2 separate regions of the Sus scrofa genome follow, and region 1 is linked to region 2. A link is a contact called in public promoter capture Hi-C data. All regions are on one chromosome and are shown on one strand. The core of a region is the stretch at or near the end of the contact, and the rest is flanking DNA. Distances in the headings are between cores, read along the strand shown.

Region 1 (3,884 bases), core at 546-3,045, 990 kb after region 2:
AAGAGACTCGTCTTTGATCCATGCTGCAGCTTGCAGCAATGCCACAGCCTAACCCAGAGTGAAACTAAGGATCAAACCCACACCCTCACAGAGACAGCATTAGGTCCTTAACAAAGAGCCCCAAGGGGAACTCCCAGGAGTCTATTTTAACAAGCCCTCCTGGTGAAGCTGTTGTATAACACTTGTTGTACATTACTTGATGAAAATTAATACATCATCTGAAACTAGGCTCACAAAAAGTACATTTTGTTCCTTTACCATGATCTAAGAAATAGGATGTATAGAATCTGTAAATACCGCAGTGGATTTTTTTTACAACCTTTGGAAAAAGGATGGCAAGGCCAGAGAAAGCATGATAGCGATGCTAATTGATGTCGCCTCTCAACTGTCAATCGCCTTTTCCACCTAGCTGGTGTGCAGGAGAGACTTTTCTTCCACTCACTCAAGAGACACTCTCCAAAGGCCTCATATCTTATTTCGAAAGAATTACTTGTGAAAAGAATTTTTACCCTCTCCATCTTAATAATGGGCCTACACAGCTCAAGAAAATACATTTGCCTAAAGTGGCCCTCATTCATCTCCCTCAAAGACAGCTGTTGCATGAGAAAAACATAATTTTATCGACCATCTCTATCTTGTTTTCTGTTTCTTTCATTTCTGCTCTTTACTATTTCCTTATTTATCCTTTCTTTGACATCATCCTATAGTTCATTTACATTCAGGCTTTCCTATTCTCTCATAGAAACTGCTTTAGCTGTATCTCAAGTCTTTATACGTTAATAAGTTTATCTACTTTCCACTATGTTTTCTCAAGCAGTCCATTAATTAGAAGTGTGGAGTTTTTTAAAATGTTCTGATGTCTGGAGTTCTCATTGTGGCACAGTAGGTTAAGTATCCAGTGTTGTATTTGAGGTGGCTCCAATCGCTGCTGAGGCACAATTTCCATTCCCTGCCTGGTGCAGATCCAGTTAAAGATCTGGTGTTGCCACAGCTGTGGCAAAGGTCACACCTGTGGCTTGGATTTGATCCCTGGCCCGGGAACTTCATTTGCCACCAGTGCAGCCAAAAAAAAAAAAAAAAAAAAAAAAAAATTCTGACATAATGATCAGAAAACTTGATCTGCAACATCTAGAATCAGCAAACTCTTTCCGTAAAGGGCCAGAGTAATTATTTCAGGCTTTGCTAGCCAAATAGCCTCCATTGAAAGTATTCAATTATGCCTTTGTTGCCCCAAAGCAACTAAAGACAATATGTAAATAAATGAAGATGGCCGTCTTCCCACAAAACTTTACTTTGAAAAAAAAAGGCAGCTAAGCAGATTTGGCTGTGGGTCACACTTTCCCAACCTTTGGTCTATATGGCACCAATTCTCACTGTTAAGAAGTGCCCCTACCTAATACATGAACTTTTGTAGTGTTCTATGCGTGCTTAAAAGTTATCATCTTATCCCCAGCCTGCTCCACTTTAACATTTAGGTCTGTCCCATGTAAATATCCTCTTTTGTTAAACTGTCACAATGATTAAGAGACTGGGTTTCTGGAATGAGAGACCTGGTTGCCGCTTGCCATTGAGTGGTTTAGGATAAACTGCTTAACATCTCTAATCCTCAAATTCCTCATCTATGGAGAAAATAATACCACCTACCTCACCGGATTGGCATAAGGCAGACTTCAACCATCAGTAGAAGTACTACTGGAATCATCATGCCATTGAACCACTACTTTGTGAGGCAGGTATCATTAATCCCGTTTTCCAAAGAAATTAAGGCTCAGACACGTTTAGGTAACTTGCCCCAAATCTGACGGCCCAGTGGCAAAGCACTGATTCCCACCCAGAACTTCTATTTCCAAATCCAAGTTTCCACTACTCAGGCTCTGATTAATCCGGTCATACCACCACGTAAGGAATTTACTCTATGCCACTCCCAGGCGAGGCTGCACTTTAAGACACCGGAGAAAGGAGTTGCGAAACTGCACAAGAATTCGTGGTGCAAGGACTAAATTTCGTAGCCAAGTTTAGTCTTCAAGGGGAAAGAGTGAGTTCGGCTAGCGGAGATAACAGTTCTCCAAAGAGACTTCTGAAAACAGGCTGCCAAGGCACCTGGACAAATGCTTTTCTGGTCCTGATCCTCTAAGGAGGTGGTGTCACCCTACGGCGCACTCAGCCTCGATGACCTTGCTGCCCACGGCTGTGCTGCCTTTTTTGGCTCCCTCACTCCACACGCTTGATGTGCCTGAGCCCTAAAAATACCTCCCTGGTTGAACCTCCCTAATAAGCCTTCGGTTTAAAGAAAAGAGGAAAAAAAAGCCTTCATCTCTGAGACACATAAATCACAGCCCTGACCTGCTGTTGACTCAGCGGGTGACGTGCCGCTGAAAGTGGCGACGAACTCAGCCCCTTTCGATGACCTGAACTTTAACTTTTTTCCCCTCCACTCGGTGCCTATCGTATGTCGTGAAGACCGCCAAGCAACCCGAAGACGGTGTTGGACGCTGGAAAAAGTGCCCAGGAATGTCCATTTCTCCCAGCCTAAGCTAAGCCTGGGACTCTCCAAAGCCATATCCTGTGACAATCACAAGGCTTTTCTCCGCCCCGTCGGTGACGGAAAACTCGTGACTCGAACCTCAGCGTCGGGCGGGCGCAGAGAAGCCGGGGGCGGAGCTACAGGTTCGGATCGCGAGGAAGCCCCCGACGGGTGGCGCGTGCGCAGTCTCTCGCCACGGGACCTCCTTCCCGCCGCCGAGACTAGGAAGCGGGACGCCAAATCTGTCCCCGCGCAGCCGCCGCCGCCGGGCGCGGAGCGGGGCGGCCGCCCTCCCCGAGGCGCGCCTGCGCACGTTCCCACGCACGCTCCGGCGTACGGCGGCGGCCAGGGGTCGCGAGCCGGTGGAGGACCCGCGCGCGGAGGAGCCCGGAGAGTCAGCGCTTCTTCCCTCCCTCCCCCATTCCCCTCCCCGCTCCCTCCCCCCCCTCCCCAAGAATGTTCCGCTACGAGGTGAGCTGTTGCGACCGGAAGTGACCCCTCCCTCCCGCCGGCACGCGCCCCCCTCTCTGTTTCTCTCACGCTCAGCGCGTCGGTCCGCGCCCCTCGGGGGGAAAAGGGGGGGCGGAGGGGCCGGCAGGACCGAGCAGAGTGTGTGGGCTCTGGGGTCGCGGGTTTAGTCCAAGGGCTGTGAGCTGGCTTCGTGGGGGCGGGACTGTCCTATCAGTTGCTACTGAGGAGAGTTGACCTCTGTTTGGGGGTGGGGAGGGCCCGTTAAGTGCGGTAACCAACCACCCCCCACCCCACCGTACCCCCGGTGGGGCTCGGCATTGAGAGCCTTGCACCCACCCGGTGGCACTTAAGGCTTAAGGAAGAGCCACAGGGTAAAGCCCAGGGACGCATTTCCCGCCTAAGACCCAGAACTATCATCTCGCATTAATTACACATAGCCCCTTACTCGCAGGCAACCGTCAGGTCACCCGGGCCTGCACTTGCCCTTTGACTGGGGCGGAAGACTGTTTACTGATGAGAGCTCCGAGTGGGGAAGGGGCGTGTCCAGCAGAAGTTTTTTCTGGGCGAATGGAGGGAAACTGGGGGTTCGTGATGGTCCCTGGAATACAGCAACAGAGTTATGACGCTACCACTGAGTCTCTGTATGACCTTTAGCGACTGCTAATCACTAGACAGAGTTTCTGGATTTGTAGAAAGGGTGGGTCTAGACGATCCCTTTCCAACCTAAAAAGCAGTGATTCGGTGAAGTAGATCTTTGTGATTTGGGAATGCTTCTGGAAGTTGCCTCTGATGTGGATGCAGTTGCACATGCTTGCTTTGTCTAAGTTTGGAAGGACCTAAGATGGCCCTTTGGCCTAACGTTTCTTTTGGGAACAGCCTAGCTGAGAAA
Region 2 (3,969 bases), core at 493-2,992:
GGAGGAACCAACCTCACTTAACTATGGTCGTGAGAAGGCACTATATGTTTAGCTGTGGTTTACTAAAAGGGCAGGGTGGGGCAGTCCACACACCCCGGCAGGCTCCTTCCTCCGTTAGCTTCCTTTTGCACTATGAATCACTACGTGGCAGAAGGGGCAGCTGACTTAGTGCCCCTCTGCTGGATCTGATGTCCCCAACGTTGCTGGATCTCCCCCCATGAAGCAGGGGGTCTCCACTCTGGTGGCCCATCAGAAGGATCTGAGCCTCTTCAAGCAGGGTGTCTTCTCCTCCCCCCTCGACTGCAGGTTTCCTTACTCAGACTCTCTCAGAGGCGGGCTCAGCCTTTTGTTTTTAGAGCTCCTCAGAAATTTCTGAGATGGCTGTCACAGATGATCCAAGCACAGAGAAAAGTCTACTGTGGGCAAAGCTAAGGACCCTAGACTTCGTTCTGTCCCAGGCTCAATTCTGCCACCCACTAGAAGCCACTACCTGATGCCTAGTATTTAACCTATCAGAGTTTCAGTCTCTGCGAATGTAAAATGGGGACCAGCAAAGTTAAGAGTGATTGCAAGGAGTTAAATGTTTCTGCAAGAACTTCGTAAATGGTAAACATAGGAATATTGCAGTACACAAACTGTCAATATACCATTTACTGCCTAGTAGCATAATTTAGCAGTTTCTATGACTGCCTCCCCCATTAGACTTTGAGCATCTCCCGGCAGACTTGACAGCTAACTTGTCTTGGAATCCCCGGCGCCTAGCACAGAACAGTGATTAATAAATGCTTGTTAAATGAGTACTAGAAGCCGGCCAAGAAGCGGCTAGAGAGAGTAGCAATGGAAAGCCATGGAGAGGTGCGGAGAGGAGACTATTTTAAAGTTAATCCAAATATGTAGCGGCCACCCGAAAAGCACAGCTGCGTGGAAAGGAAGCTCTTAGATCGGGCGAAGCTGCCACAGAGGAGAATGAAGTCAGCGTCCTGGCAGGTGGGGGCAGCCCCCGCTAAACCCCTGACAGCTGCTGCCCAGCAACTGTTTGGGGGCAGGGCGACGGGCAAAGGGGCAGGTTCCCAGGCGCGCGGCGCCCTCCCCAGGGCCCAGCCTCCCCAAGACAGGGTGTCAGTGGCATGCATGTGCTATTTCGAACAGTGTGTTCCCTGCCAAGCCTGCCGGGTGGCGTCGCCGGGAAGGGACGCGGAGCGGCCGGGAGGTTCGAGGTACCCCAAAAGGTTCCGACCGAGGCTGCGGTAGGCTGGACCGTGAGCGGGAGTAGGGGGCGAGGGGCTCAACTCTAGCCTCGACCTCTAGCCTGACAGCCACCTAGCATCGGCCGGACCTTCTCCAAGCAGCGGTCGGAACGCTCTTCTCCCCGGAAAGGCGTGCCTCTCTTGTTACCTAGTAACGACGCCCCCTGTTGCATAGCAACAAGGATCCGGGTCCCCAGTTTGTTTCCCCGCGGAGCGACGTCGGACCCCTCCCCACTAGTGCTCTCCAGGCCTCGCGGCTAAGCCGTAGTCCCGCTTGTAGCTGCCGCCGCTTCCCCGTCTCGCGTGCAGCCCCCCGAGCGCCAGTCTCGGCTCGCACTCACCCGGCTCCGGCCACGCTATCCTTCACGTGCGACTTCACTAAAACGCGCCACTAAACCCGCGCCTCAATCCTGGGGCGTTGGTTTATCGTCTGCGCACGCGCAAGGCGGGATGAGCCCGGGGACAGGGCAGCCTCCCTCCCGGGATCAATCTGGTGCAGGTCAGCGCATGCGCCCTACCCTCTGATTACGTTTTTTCCCAAGCATTTCCACCCAGAGAAGAATGGGGTCGGAAGTTTGACCTGGGAACGGAAGTCCCTGGCGGGAAAGGGGAAAGAAGTGAGTATATCTGGGCGATAGAGTGGGTAAACTGGCTCTTTGAATTAGGAGTGGAAGTTTAGCCGCCCCCAAACCCCCCTTGGCATTTCGGGCAATGTAGTTCTCCAGCACATGGAGTCGCCTGCCGCATTGTGGGAAATGTAGTTCTAAGGAAGAGGCACTTGAAAGCACCCGGTCTTTTGAGAAACTTTTCGCGCTAAAAAAGGCACAAAGGGACGGGGTGTTAGAGGAGCTGTAAGAAGAGCACAACTGAGGAAAATGCATCCGCTCCCTCTGAGACCATTTCCACACCCTAACTCTGCGGATGACTCCCAGGTGTTCCCTCAATTTTAGAGAAGGAAAGGAACCAACTCCCAAACCCCATGTCTATCCAAAAGGCAGCGTCATGATGGGGAATCACGAGGATTTGGAATGAGGTTTTCCTTTGCCAGAGAGATGAAACAGGCTGCCTAAGTCGTTTCATCTATCTGGGTCTCCTTTTTTCAATTTTACTGTTGTGAAAAAGGAAACCTGGACTCCAAATGGTGTTACCTATACTAAGACAAGCCCCCCAAATCGGGGCTTAATACCTAACCTAAGTTTCAACCTCCCCCAGAAATTGTCTTAACCAGTCAGAAAGTTTTTGGTCAGCACCAATGAGGTAATCTGTCACCTGGGGCCAGTCCCCAAGATGATGATAACCTGCCATGTAGACCCTTTCTGTTCCCCATAGTTAGGTTACCTGTGCCTAAGATAATCTTTTTTTTTTTTTTTTTTTTTTCTGTTGATGGCATCCATATCCTGGCCTTTAAAAACCTTTCCCTAACTGTTGCCCTTTGGAGAGATGGTATGTTGCCTGATTCATGAATCTTTTATAGCCAATTCGATCTTTGAAACTTAGTCAGTTGAATTTTGTTTTTTGACTGTATAAAGTACTAGAAGGTCTTAAAAATACCTTTTCACTGCACAGTAGGTGTGGAGATTTAATGAAAAAGAGTGAACGCTGAAAAAAAAAAAGAAAAAACCTAAGTTGCTGTTCAAATGCTTTTATCACTTTTGGCTGCCATAGAAGCTCCCCTTTGATATTAAAATAGTTCCTGAAACCCAACACTCTTAAGCCAGAACTTTTTTTTCTGTCCCTCTCTGAATCATCTTTCTAATTCTGCCTTCTTCCCAGAAAATTGTCTGAAAGAAAAACACACAACATAAGAGCAGTGAGTTGAGTATTTTTTAGGGTCTTACTGAAGACTATAGCCTGGGACACGGCCTCTCCCATAGCTCTGAGGAACTGCTCCAGAGAAGCTGGGGGAGAGGCCAGTATGTTCGTGATTTTGGCTAAGGAGTATGGACAATCCAGCCTACATCTCAGTAGAAGGTTACTGCTACTCATGAGGCACAGGTATCAAAGTTAATGACTTTAGTGCTTTTCTAAGTATGGGAAGATGCAAGAATTGGGGTTCATAAATTTTTTTTCCTGCTTTATCTAACTAAGGACCTGTTTTGCCTGTTTTCCCAAAGCAAAAGTGGTTCATCCTGTTCTTCACCCTGAATTCCTTACAGGGGCCACTGTAGGTCAGCAACAGCAATAAGTAATGACCTAACCTTGGAGACTTGTGGAACTGGATGGTGAGTGACATTCACTGTTTTAGAGTGCCCCCTTGTGGCCATAAGTTTGACCAAGGATTAGGAAGCATTTCATAATCAATTTGTCCCACGGTGTCAATAAGGCTTATTCCTGGGTCAGGAGAGGATTTTGTTGATATGCCACTCAGTGTGCTATTACTGGACTAGGCCCTGTTAATAGTAGCCATTAGAGTCTCTGTACCACCTGTCTTACTAGTCTGTTATGGTCCAGGAAATATCTGATTGGACGGCCCTTGGGAAATTTCCCATATCTGTAATTGCACTATTACAGTCATTTAAAAAAAATATTTTTGGTCTTTTTTAAGTCACACACATATGGAGGTTCCCAGGCTAGGGGTTGAATCAGAGCTGCAGCTGCCAGCCTATGCCACAGCCACAGCAACACCAGATCTGAGCTACGTCTGCGACCTACACTGCAGCTCGTGGCAATGCCAGATCCTTAACACACTGAGCGAGGCCGGGGATCAAACCCTCGTCCTCAT

What was found. Promoter capture Hi-C pulls out the DNA fragments that hold promoters and counts their contacts.
Region 1: a promoter capture Hi-C map of liver shows a contact between it and region 2, with 3 times the contacts expected there. The contact joins the promoter of PATL1 here to the promoter of TMEM109 in region 2. A contact is called at or near these places in 1 of 5 promoter capture datasets (liver) and 1 of 47 Hi-C or Micro-C datasets (embryonic fibroblasts).

What each region holds. Positions count from the first base shown.
Region 1 is chr2:11,825,021-11,828,904 of Sscrofa11.1, forward strand. It overlaps PATL1 (protein PAT1 homolog 1), which reads left to right and starts at 1,796. Exons shown (of 19, transcript XM_021082992.1): 1 at 1,796-2,995. The coding sequence starts at 2,981.
Region 2 is chr2:10,835,382-10,839,350 of Sscrofa11.1, forward strand. TMEM109 (transmembrane protein 109) reads right to left here and starts at 1,743. Exons shown (of 4, transcript XM_003122670.5): 1 at 1,589-1,743. It overlaps LOC110259253 (a long non-coding RNA gene), which reads left to right and starts at 1,777. Exons shown (of 3, transcript XR_002341475.1): 1 at 1,777-1,864; 2 at 3,404-3,469.